Regions from separate parts of the Capra hircus genome. Here region 1 is linked to region 2. The links are chromatin contacts, called in public Hi-C maps. All regions are on one chromosome and are shown on one strand. The core of a region is the stretch at or near the end of the contact, and the rest is flanking DNA. Distances in the headings are between cores, read along the strand shown.

Region 1 (6,578 bases), core at 361-2,860, 200 kb before region 2:
ATCTGGGGCAACGGCTGGGAAGTAACCCTAGCTGAATAAACAGAACAAATAAATACAGTTGTTGGATGCATGTTAGACTTGCCGAGAAAGCGGGATGGCCTTCATGACCATTATCCCAACCCAGTAATTCAGCGTACAAGAGGAGGGCAGACATTGTCAAGGAGACGGGGAAGGGAATTTGCAGGAGGAAGTGCGCTTTTGATTGCTCTCTTCCCCTTGATGAAGGGGTGCTCCCTTGGGTCACAGCCCAGTGCTAGGGAGCCAGGAGAACTTCCCCCAGAGATGAGGGTGCCCATGTCCTGCCCTTCCTTCTCCAGGGGCTCCTGAGTGGCACACACATGCTGCAGCCATTGGCCTGAAGCTTGGGTATAGAGCCCTTGAGAGAGCTTCCTGAGCTCCTGGAGACGGGGGTATCTGTGAACGTGCGACTGGAGTCTGCACTCCCCTGGGGTATTCAGGGCTGGGGACCGCACTGAGGCAGCCTCAGGTGGCCGACTACAGAGACAGGGCAGCTGGGCAGTGCCATTCGGTGAGGCGAGGATGTGCCAGTTTCCCACAGCGGGGGGCTGAGGGAGGTAAGCACGCTGGAGACGTTTGCATGAGACACTCTCGCCCCTGCCAGGAGGACTGCTGGTTGGAAGAGAGCACCCAGGCAGAGAGAGGCTGTGCCTGGTGGGGGGCAGGGGGCCAGGAGCTGAGGGCATAAGGATGGTTATAGAAGTTCAGTGGACAAGGGCATCTACCAACAATATACTGGGGAAAAGCCCTTCACCAAGAAGCCCCATGCAAGGGCCAGCATTTGGAGGCCAGAAGCAGGCATCTCCAATTTTGGAATTGGTTTGATTATTTCGGATGAACAGTCATGCAAAATGATTCAGACAGTCATAGAAACTTGGGATGGAATCTTCCTTGAAAATCCCCTAGGATACGGTACAAAGCCAGTGGTCTTCCCTTAGTCTGCAACTGCATTAATGTTTGAATTTAGCATTTTGATGTTCTAAGAGGTGGCATTTCTTCAACTTCCCCATATAACTTCTTATAACTTAATAAATCTATCTTCCTGACATCTAGCCTTGTCTCTAGTGAATCAGCTCTTGACTATTTAGAAAACAGACTTAATTAGCCTTTTTCCCTTCTCCTGGCTCCACGATTACTGTTGAGATGTTAGACGGCTTCTTAGCACGCATTAAAGATGCAGCTCAAACTCCGCGTTCCAATATTCAGTTTGGGTTAGTCCGCTCTTTATTGCGCTTCCCTGGTGGCTCAGCTGTAAAGAACCTACCTGCCAGGGCGGGAGATGCGGGCTCAATCTCTGGGTCAAGAAGCAGCCCTGGAGAAGGGAACGGCAACCCACTCCAGTGTTCCTGCCGGGAGAATCCCATGGACAGAGGAGCCTGGCGAGACCGGGTCCGAGGGGTCACAAAGAGTCAGACATGACTCAGCGACTGAGAAAGAGCAACCACAGCACACGATGTGACAGAAGCGCCCTCCCGGCTGGGAGAAAACCGCCAAGAGCCCCGAGGCCCTGTCTCTCCCCAGCCACGCCTCCCTCCCGCCCTGCGCCGGAAGCGGAAGCGGAAGCAGCGGAAGCGGAAGCGGAGGGCCAGGAAGGGAGGAGAGTCTGGGAGTGCAGGCGGCACGTCCTCGTGCCCCCCGCTACCCCATCCCCGTCTGAGCTGAGGCAGTGAGAAATTTAAAATTGCATGTGAGACTGAAGTTCTAATTGTATGGGACTTTCAGCCACTTGAAGACTGAAATTATTCCTGAGATGAGAGCTGAAGTGATTGCAAAGCTGAGAGAACAGCCAGAGACGCTGTAAAATACAGAGGGAGGGATATGAGAGACTAGAGCGTTGGAGACAGTTTGGAGAAAACGAAGCTCTTTGTTATCTGTAGCCCACTTGTGTTTAGACCAATCCACAGGTCTGTTACCTTCTGGGTCACTTATTTATTAATTCGTTTCCTGCCTCCCCAATCCCACTTCACCCTGTGTTCTACGAGACCAGGAATCTTCTCGGCCAAGGTCAAGGTCACTGCTGTGTCCTTAATGCCTAGAACAATGGCTGGCACATAGTAGATGCTCAATAAATCTGTTTTAAATAAGGGAAAGATCAAATGTCCAAATACATTTATCAACATTGCTGTGACCTATTTTATTAAATTGGTTGAAAATGTTATTTTATTTGAGGACCGAGTTTCCCCCCAGTTAAACTGGCTTGGACTCCTCAACCCCAGGAGCTACTCAGTGGGCTGAGCCACTGATCACCCAGCTCAGTGCTTTAGGCAGGGCTCTGTCCCCCAGAGACCAGCCGCCAGGGGCGGGAGGCAGAGCCCAGGAGAGTCTGGGGTGATGGGAAGGCCAGGCCAGGCCTGGCCTCTGCCCGGGACACAGCTGTCACTGAACTCCAGTTAAAAGTGGATGTGAGGGCCGGTGGCTCAGAGTGCCTGATAGGAGCCCTCCTGATGCCACGTTAAGGACTTTTCCCAAGGACTCCCTTGATGGATCAGTGGCTAAGACCACATACTCCCAATGCAGGGGGCCTGGGCTTGAGCCCTGATCCAGGAACTAGATTCCACAGCCCACAACTAAAGATCCCCCACGCGGCAACAAGATCCCACTCCTGCTACTAAAGCCCTGTGCAGCCAAATAAGTACATCAAAAAACAGAAAGGGGACTTTTCCCAGAGCGCTTCCATGGGCTGGGCGTTGGCCCTTGTGCTCGTCTGCAAGCCACCAGCAGAGGGCGGTGCCACCTCCCCATATCCAGGGTCACCCCTCCTGCCCATCCTTAGAGCTGCTTGCACCCCTCACTTCCTTACCTGGAGCTTTAGGAAGCAGCTTGCACATCTGCTTTGTTTAGGGAAGAGGGTTGGAGGAAACAGGGTCTTTAGTGTCTTGGGCCTGCTGTAACAAAGTACTGCAAACTGGGGCTTAAAACAACAGACGTTTATTCTCCCTGGAGGCCAGCAGTCTGAAATCACGGTGCCAGGTGGGCTGTGCTCCTTTGAAGGATATAGGGAGGAGCCCGTCTTTGCTTCTTCTAGCTTCTGGTGGTCCTGGCACTCCTCAGCTCCTCAGATAGTGGCAGCAGAACTTTCTCTGCCTCCATCTCCACAGGGTCATCTTCTTTTTATAAGGACGCCCTACACTGGATTTAGGGACCACCCCTAAACTCAGGACGATTTCATCTCGAGGTCCTTAATGGATTACATTTCCAAAGACTCTACTTCCAAATAAGGTCACCTTTTGAGGTTCTGAGTGGATGCGAATTTTGGCGGGACACCACACCCCGACCCCAAAGGACTCTTGATTGACAACCTACTTTGCCCTAGGGCCTGTGCAAGTCACCTGCATCCTCCAGTCTTCATTATGTTCCAAAAAACTGGGAGACATGTGTTATTGTTTCCTTTTATTCCCCTCAGAGGAGAAAACTGAGGCTCAGAGAGGTTCCCTGACTTCTGTAAGTTGCATGTGAACCGGGGTTGAGCTCAGGGCTGTCATCCTCCAAAGCCATCTATACTGGTTTATGAGAAGCTTGAGGACAGGAGTTTTGGCCTTATTCATCTTTTCACCTCTCTTCTCCCATCATTTCTGGAGCCAGCACTCCGCACACTGATAGTTCTGAAAACTGATACATAAGAAAGGGACCATTGACCTTGAGAAAGACCTGGAACCGGTGTATCACTGACGTGGTTGCAGAACCTTATGGTTGCTGGGTGTGTGGACCATCCCCCAAAAGCCTCCTTCAAAACCTCTGTGCTGACAAGTGACGCCTTCTCTCACTGACTAGATGCTCCTGCTCCCCCGAGAAATCATGCAGCCCCTACAATCTCAGATCTGTGCTAGCCCTGGAGAACAGGAAGGGCAACCATAATAAAGATGAAATCTAAACAACAGTTACAATTTGTGAAATGCTTACTACCCCACAGGCCAGGCGTTTTATATAGGCGGTATCTTGAAATCTTCATAACAGCCCATATAGGTAAGTAGTATTATCCTTGTTTTTGCATAGAGGTTGCATTCTGATCTGAGTCTCCCTGACTTTGAAGTTGGTATTTCTGCACTTTTTTTTTTTTTTTTTGCTTCTTTCCAACTTCCCTGCCAGAAGGGCACCTTTGTACTACCACAGATTTCCTGGGCAAAGGGTGGAGGGAAGTGGGAAGATGCTGGAAGCAGAATGTCTAGGCTGAGTCAAGAGGATTCCTAGGTCCATGGGGAGGGCACCCATACTGCTCTAAGTTTTAAAGACTTCAGAGAGAAAACATCATTCCCTGAAGAGCCAATTAATGAAAGTTAATTTGCATATCTAGATTGGTTCATGAAAATTGTAACAAGCTCCTTGTGGACTTGGGGGTGAAGTTCAGGAGTGTTGAACATTTGAAGGAGATTTTTGTTAAGGTTTTTCATTTGCTTGCTTTATTTCTTCTCAAATTTGACTTCTCCTGGCTTGAAAATAGAGAATTCACTAACTTGTGGATCAGGTGTAGTCCCCTTCAGGCACAGCCTGATCACGACTTCAGCATCATATTCTGTGCTGCTTGCCTCCTCCTCAGTTTTGTTCTTGTAGCCAATTCCTTCATAGCAGCCAAGTGACTATAGCAGCTGTAGTTGCCACCCTTGTACCAAACTCCTTCTAGAGATAGCTTTTCTCTTCTAATCAGTAAACCAGATTTCTGAGCTTAGATCTTATTGAAGGTCATGCGCCTTCCCTAAACCAATGATTAAGGCCAAGGGAACTTATGGGATTACACTACTGTGTTGAAGCCCATCAGAGACCACTCCTCGAGCTACAGGTGAGATAATTACACCTCAGCTGCTGCAGGACAGGGAAACAGTGGGACGGGTGTTGGGAAGACATCCCAACCTCCTCTACAAAGATCTCCACGGGGAAGGAAAGTGGAACTGACGTCCTTTGAGCATCTGCTGCAAATCAGACCCTTTTTAAATTTTGGCAGCACATTGTATGGCAGGTGTTTTTATTTCCATTTTCAAGATGAGTAAATAGATTGAGATTCCGAGGTTTGTGTCTCATAACACTCTTGCATCAGCATGTAGCGGACTTCGGGTCTGAATCCTGGCCACGTGTCCCTGCTCCTCCCATCTGCTGAGGGGGCTCCAGCTTCATTTTTCCCCCTTCCTCTATCTCCTTCTTCAAACCCCTCATGCTTCCTAACACTTGGAACTCTGTGACTGAGGGATATTGGCACAGAGATCTGTAGATTCTTAACTAAAAGGTGGACAGAATCCAGCGTTGAGTGTGCCAGGGACTTGCAGGATCATCTCATTTTCCCTAGTGCCATGAATCAACATTTCTCTTACCAGGTTGTTAGATAAAGGCACAGAGAGGGCAAGGCATTTTATTAAGGCCACATAGCAAGCAATGAAGGATCAAGATCAGCAGGCGCTGGAAGGCCTGTGTTCTAACCAACTCTTCTCTCAACTTTTAAAATTAAGTTTTACCAGCATATAGTTGCTTTACAGGGCTGTGTTAGTTTCTACTGTACAGCAAAGTGAGTCAGCTATATGTATACACAGAGCCCCTCTTTTTTGGGTTTTCTTCCCATTTTGATCGCCACAGAGCACTGAGAAGGGTTCCTGAGCTTTAGGGCAGGTTCTCATGAGTTATCTGTTTCATGCGCAGTGTCAACAGTGTGCGTGTGCGTACGTCAGTCCCAAGCTCCTCATGCTCTTCTTTCAGTTGCTTTTGAAGCAGCACATGTAGCATTTCTGCACTTGGAACTGGTGGACATTGCTGGCACCCTCACAGGCGTCACAGGTGGGAATCACCTTGGCCAAGGCCCCTTTCAACCCAGGCCTGATTTCTCAGCTCCTGGGGCCTGCTAGAAACTCACTCTAATCCAGCAGACCTTCTTACATGCCTCCAACCTACACATTCCCAGGAAGTTGTTTGCAGCCATCATCTCTTTAAACGTCACAACTGCTCTGTGAGAGGCGGGGCTCACTCTCCAGGGACCCAGAGGGGTAAGCTGGAGCTCAGAGTTTAGCCACTTGCCCAAGATTACGAGCCAGGCTATGAACTGGTTCCATCAGATACCAGTGCCCGACTGTACCACTTCTAACGGAGCTGCTGGGAAAGGATTTGAAGGGGAGGTGGTATAACATCTGTGTTTTGCAGGATGAGGGAAGAGTTAAGCTATAATAGAGTCCCCTCATTGGTCCAGTGCTTCTCAGGTTCAAGCGATCTTGCCTGTAGAATCACCAATTCACTCACTCACTAACTCAATCATCCATTCGACCCTTCAGTAACTATTTATGTTTATGATTTTAAAATAGTCATTATTTATTTTGGTCTGCACTGGCCTTCGCTACTGCATGTGAGCTTAACTCCAGCTGTGGTGAGCAGGGCTGCTCCTGGTCGTGGTGTGCAGGCTTCTCACTGCGGGGCTCCTCTCGTGCAAAGCGGGCGTGCGGGCTCAGTAGTCGTGGCTCACCGGCTCAGCTGCCTTGAGGCCTGTGGGCTCTTAGTTCCTGGACCAGGAATCGAACCCAAGTCCCCTGCATTGGCAGGTGATTTCTTAACCACTAGACCACTAGGGAAGTCTTGAGAGATGGTTACTG
Region 2 (6,338 bases), core at 367-2,866:
TTTAACTTATATGTAGAGTACATCATGAGAAACGCTGGACTGGAAGAAACACAAGCTGGAATCAAGATTGCCAGGAGAAATATCAATAACCTCAGGTATGCAGATGACACCATCCTGATGGCTGAACTAAAGAGCCTCTTGATGTAAGTGAAAGAGGAGAGTGAAAAAGCTAGCTTAAAACTCAGCATTTAGAAAACTAAGATCATGGCATCTGGTCCCATCACTCCATGGCAAATAAATGGGGAAACAGTGGAAACAGTGTCAGACTTTATTTTTGGGGGCTCCAAAATCACTGCCGATGGTGCCTGCAGCCTTGAACTTATAGGATGCTTACTCCTTGGAAAGAAAGTTATTACCAACCTAGACAGTATATTAAAAAGCAGAGACATTATTTTGCCAACAAAGGTCCATCTAGTCAAGGCTATGGTTTTTCCAGTGGTCATGTGTGGATGTGAGAGTTGGACTGTGAAGAAAGCTGAGCGCCGAAGCACTGATGCTTTTGAACTGTGGTGTTGGAGAAGACTCTTGAGAGTCCCTTGGACTGCAAGGAGATCCAACCAGTCCATCCTAAAGGAGATTGGTTCTGAGTGTTCATTGGAAGGCCTGATGTTGAAGCTGAAGCTCCAACACTTTGGCCACCTGATGCAAAGAACTGACTCATTGGAAAAGACCCTGATGCTGGGAAAGTTTGCAGGTGGGAGGAGAAGGGGATGACAGAGGATGAGACGGCTGGACGGCATCACGGACTCGATGGCCGTGAGTCTGAGTGAGCTCCGGGAGTTGGTGACGGACAGGGAGGCCTGGCGTGCTGCGGTCCATGGGGTCGCAGAGCCGGACACGCCTGAGCGCCTGGACTGACTGAAGTGTCCTGTGCCCAGCCCGTGCCTTCAGCATCCTCTCATACTTCCTCCTCCTGAGAATGTCAAGGATGTAGGTCAGTGAGCTTGCAAAAAATAAAGAAATCAGCCCCCTCTACAGACTGAAACAGCTGAAACTCTGAGGGATGAGCTGTCTGACATACAGGCTCCAGGACGCCCTGCCCTGGAAGAAGAGTTCAAAGACTCGTACCTCAGCTTATAAGTTTGCTGAGAAATTTCTAAGCAGGCTAACAGAGAGATTCTGGGACATTCGGACGAGGGAAACGAGATATGCCTGGCTTGTGAGGAATGTTTAGGACTTCTCTAGCTTATGGCGACCCACTCCAGCACTCTTGCCTGGAAAATCCCATGGATGGAGGAGCCTGGTGGGCTGCAGTCCATGGGGTCGCTGAGAGTCGGACATGACTGAGCCGCATCACTTTCACTTTTCACTTTCAAGTATTGGAGAAGGAAATGGCAACCCACTCGTGTTCCTGCCTGAAAAATCCCAGGGACAGGAGAGCCTGGTGGGCTGCCGTCTATGGGGTCGCACAGAGTCGGACTGAAATGACTTAGCAGCAGCTTGCAGGGAAAATCAGAGAGACGTTGGACTTCATAGTTAAACATTGCTGGGAAAAAGCTGGGCTGGTGGGCAGAAACTGCCAGCCTGTGGCCTCTGCTGCCCTCTGGTGGACATCAGTGGTACTAACCACAGCTGGCCAGGGCCACTTTGCCAGGCTGACCGCCTCAGGCCTGGGCACCAGAGGAGATTGTCTGCGAGCTGACCATGGCCGGTCTATCTCAACACAGGCCCCCAGCAGCGGTGTTCAAAGTCCTGAGTCCCAGGTCCCGGGCTGCTGCACCTCCTCTCCGCAGGATCTGGCAAAGAACCTCTATGGTGCCCAACCTTCCTGAGCTAGACTTCCTAGGCCCTCCTAAATTTATCCATCCTGGTTTCCTGGGGAGGGGCTTGATAGCACCCTACCCAGGATGCCCTCTGATTTGGCGGTGGGGTAGGGAGCAAAAACCCCAGGAGCCCTCTCGTTCTAGCCCTTGGATGATATTAAAAGCACCTGACATTAACTGAGCACTGGCTATATTCTAGACACTTTTCTAAACAGAACAATATCTATATATTTCTCTACGTCTTTCTATATCTGTCTATCATCCATTGAGAGAGGCTGGGAAATGATTGTCGAGACAAGCAGGACACACCTCTGGATGCATGGAGATACAGAGATCACAGGCAAGAGCCAGAAGCCCACAGTCTCAGCACTGCCCTTGATGAACTGAGTCCCTGGGCAAAGAGGCACCCTGCTCTGGGCCTCGAGTTCCTTATCTGTAAAATAATAATAGCATTTCTTTCTCTGAGGATTCTGGAAAATGCTAAATGGAATAATGGGAAGCGTTTAGTACACGGTGCACAGTAAGCCTTCAGCAAAGGCAGGTTTCTCTCCAGCCTTTGAAACTGGACTTAGGCTACCCAGATCTCTGGAGGAGAGAGAGGTGATGATTATGATGGGAAGGCTGTAGATCACACCTGCTCACAATTCCTGAGTACCTCCTATGCTTACCCAATAGCTATGAATGGCTATTGTCAGTGAGTGTACAACTTTTGGCTGCATCTCAGTAGCACATACATGAAGCTTTTAAAGACACTGGTACCCAGGTCCTGCTGATGTAACTGGACTGGCGCAGGATCAGGTATGTCTCCCAAGTGGTTCAAATTGTGCATCTGGTTTTGAGAGTCGGAGAATACTTCCCTCCCGCCTGCTCTCCCATTTAACAGCGTTCAGATCTCAGCTAGGATTGTTGCTGTCATTGTTTAGTCACTCAGGCCTGTTTGATTTTTTGCGACCCCACACCAGGCTTCCCTGTCCTTCACTATCTCCTGGAGTTTGCTCAAATTCATCTCCACTGGGTCAATGATGTCATTCAACCATCTCATCCTCTGCTGCCCTCTTCTCTTCCTGCCCTCAAGCTTTCTCAGCATCAGGGTCTTTTCCAGTTAGTTGGCTCTTCGCATTAGATGGCCAAAGTATTTGAGTTTCAGCTTCAGCATCAGTCCTTCCAGTGAATATTTAGTGTTGATCCCCTTTACAATTGACTGTTTTGATCTCTTTGCAGTCCAAGGGACTCTCAAGAGTCTTCTCCAGCACCACAGTTCAAAAACATCAGTTCTTTGGTGCTCAGCCTTGTTTATGGTCCAACTCTCACATATGTACATGCTTACTGGAAAAACCACAGCTTTCACTAGATGGACCTTTGTTAGCAAAGTAATGTCTCAGCTTTTTAACATGCTGTTTAGGTTCGTCGCTTCTTTCTTTCCAAGAAGCAAGTGTCTTTTAATTTCATGGCTGCAGTCACCATCTGCAGCGATTTTGGAGCCCAAAAAGAAAACGGCTGTCACTGTTTCCACTGTTTTCCCATCTATTTGCCATGAAGTGATGGGACCAGATGCCATGATCTTAGTTTTTTGAATGTTGAGTTTTAAGCCAGCTTTTTCACTCTCCTCTTTCACTTTCATCAAGAGGCTCTTCAGTACCTCTTTGCTTTCTGCCATAAGGGCGGTGTCATCTGCATACCTGAGGTTATTGATATTTCTCCCGGCAATCTTGATTCCAGCTTGTGCTTCATCTAACCCGGCATTTCACAGCCTGGATATCACCTCTTTGAAGAACTATCCCCTGGCCGCCAAGACCAGGCCCATTTTTTGTGGGGGTGGTTCTATACCGTTGTAAATCCCTATTTCTTTCCTTCAGAGAGAATTTACCCCATTTGTACTTATTAATGTGGCCATTTCAACATCTATCTCCTTCCCTAGGTAGTTTTCCCATCTGTAAAATGGAGAGATTAATGTCTGCCTCACAGGATTCTTGCAAAGAAGCAGGTAAAGAGCTTGGTGGTCTTCCAGGTAGTCCCTGTGAATCCCAGGAGTCCCTTGGGGGCAACACATTGTCATCTTCAAATGTCCTAAAATGAACACTTGCCGGCTTCCAAGCATGGACCTGGCACAGTCTCTCTGGATTTGGCCACAAAGGGGTCCTCTTGTCATCCGAACTTCCCTGATGATACATCCTCATAATCAGAGCTGCTACGTTGTGAAATTCCACAAATGACTGAGCCCTCCACTGCCTGTTCTGAGCTAGTATTCTTATTGTATGTTCCCAGTTGGTCTTTTTAATTATCAGATGATTTGCTCAACAAATATTTAAATAAGGCCCAGTTAGGTGGCAGGCACCATTCCAATGCTTTACACATATCTCATATGAGCAGTTTTGCTAGTTAAATAAAGCCAATCCTCCTATTGCTGTTTAAAACCTAAAATAAAATGTCTGCTGGGACAGATGTTGATATAAATGAATACAGGGAGGGTATTTTGGGGGGAGGTTAGAGAGAAAGGGGTATGGGAGGTGGTCCTGTGGCTGCTGGAAGCTCAGGCCTTATTGAAGGGCCCTGCTCTTCAGTCCCACCTAATCGTTTCTACGCAAGTCCAGAACTGCCAGATTGTCCTACTTTTAAAGAGAATGTATTGACACCAGACTGCATTTTTTCTATGAAGATCTCAGCTTTTAGAGAACGGCTCAATTTGAAAAAAATAAAACAAAACACTTGAGATGGAACAAAACTCAGCTATGAGATGTGATCTGGCCTGGAGCAGCCTGGAGCCCCTGAGAAGGGAGTGTGGGATGTTCTGGACTGCAGCCCGGTGCTGGAGCGGGAGGAAGCTTGGGGGAAAGGCAGAGAAAACATGAGAACTCCGTCCTCACGTCCAGAAAGGTATGGGGTCTGCGGGTCCTGCCGGGCCTTGGTGGATGTGATGGTTAGTTGCAAGCGTGGCCTTGACTGAGATGAGAGATGCCCAGGAACCCGGGAAAGCATCATCTTTGGGTATGTCCATGAGGGTGTCCCCAGAGGAGGTTGGACTGGGGATTTCACCAGCGTGTGTGGGTGTTATCCCATCCCCTAAGTGCCTGAACAGGCAAAAAGGTGAAAGCAGGGTGAATTGCTGTCTCTGCTTCCCCTTCCCCCAGCCACGCTTCAGTGCGTATGTATCTTAGTTCCCCAACCAGGGATCACGGGGTCCTAATCCCTGGACCACCAGGGAAATCCCTTGCTCTCTTTGCTTAAGCTGGAACATCTGTCTATCTTTTCCTGCCTTCGGACATTAGTACTCTTGGTTCTTGGGCTTTCAGAGTCAGACTGAAACTAACCCCACTGACCCCTTGATTCTAGGACCTTAGGACTCAGGTTGAATCACACCACCAGCTTCCCTGGTTCTCCAGCTTAAGGATGGCAGATCGTGGCTTCTTGGCCCCCATAATCACATGAGCCAATTTCTAGGATGAATCTCTTGTATCTTTCTATATATCCTATTGGTTCTTTGTCTCTGGACAATCCTGACCAACCTAGTGGGAGGGCCTGGGTCCCTATGGACCAGGTTTGGGGAGCCCAGTTTCAGCAAACACTTGGTTGGTGCCTCATGGACCCCAAATACCAGCGCCTCAGACTTTCAGAGCCCCTGGGGGTTTGGAGTGGAGCCCTGTTTTTGCTTTTCCAGCCCCATCTAAACTCTCCCAGATTCTTTCCAGAGAAAGGGGAGTGCAAATAAAGAGAGAGGCGGTTCCACACCTGCCCAGAAGCTGGGACTTTCAAGAACAAATAACAAACAGATGCAGAAATGGATGATAAGCAGATGGGCTATCCTTTCCCCCACTGCGGGCTGTGAGGACCAGATTCAATCTGAGTACGCGCCTCACTCGCTCAGCAAACAGTCAGGGAGTGAATGGAGAGGCAGCAGTGAGCAGCAAGGCCGGCTGGCCTCTGTCGAGCTTGTAAACTTTAATGCTCGCTTCGATCCACAACCCAGTTGTCTGTAAAACGAGGCCGCTTTCAGTGGCTCCCTTAATTGGAATCAGTTTCTCTAACGCAGAGGCAAGAGGCTGAAGGCACTTGCTCAGCATCTACTGACGGAGCAGATGACGGGGAAGCTGTGCGGTAGGAGCGGGTTGCGGGACCCTTTCCTCCCCTCCACCCAGGGGTCAGGATCCTATCTGGATGTTCTCAGCTGCAGGAGGAAGATGGTCAGGAGGAAGATCCTGGGAACCAGGGGGCAGCTGGCCCCCTTCCTGTGGGGACTAGTGAAGGGGTCGGTTAAAGCGAGGGCTGTGAAGCAATAACAACCGCTACAACAGCAACATCTGCACCATCAACAGCTACAGCTACTATTTCTGGGTCACTTTTCATTAACCAGGAAAGTGCGCTTCATGTCACAAATTCCCCACAACAGCTCTTTTCAAGCTCCATCATTCACTGGTTCCCGACAGGAGGATGGAGCTCCCAGGGTGAGCTCTTGCTCTTGGCTGAGCACGTGACTTAGGCACAGGACTACAAAGGGGCTTCCCTTATAGGACTTTATAGTCCTGGGGTGAAAGTGTTTGGAAAGCCATGAAGCACCAAATAATGCTGTGTTGTGTTAGC

Evidence for each region. Hi-C and Micro-C count contacts between places; a contact is called where the count stands out from the background.
Region 1: a Hi-C map of liver shows a contact between it and region 2, with 5 times the contacts expected there. The contact joins two enhancer-like sites. A contact is called at or near these places in 3 of 5 Hi-C or Micro-C datasets (blood and liver).

Annotation. Positions count from the first base shown.
Region 1 is chr20:2,597,248-2,603,825 of ARS1.2, reverse strand. The region is part of intron 1 of KCNIP1 (Kv channel-interacting protein 1); the gene reads right to left. Among named protein-coding and RNA genes, the nearest start is that of KCNIP1, 130 kb to the right of the region's middle. Within about 2 kb of position 1,610, at least 1 of the 5 cell types and tissues checked has an H3K27ac peak or open chromatin away from gene starts, as enhancers often do.
Region 2 is chr20:2,400,234-2,406,571 of ARS1.2, reverse strand. No RefSeq gene overlaps it. Among named protein-coding and RNA genes, the nearest start is that of KCNMB1, 53 kb to the right of the region's middle. Within about 2 kb of position 1,616, at least 2 of the 5 cell types and tissues checked have an H3K27ac peak or open chromatin away from gene starts, as enhancers often do.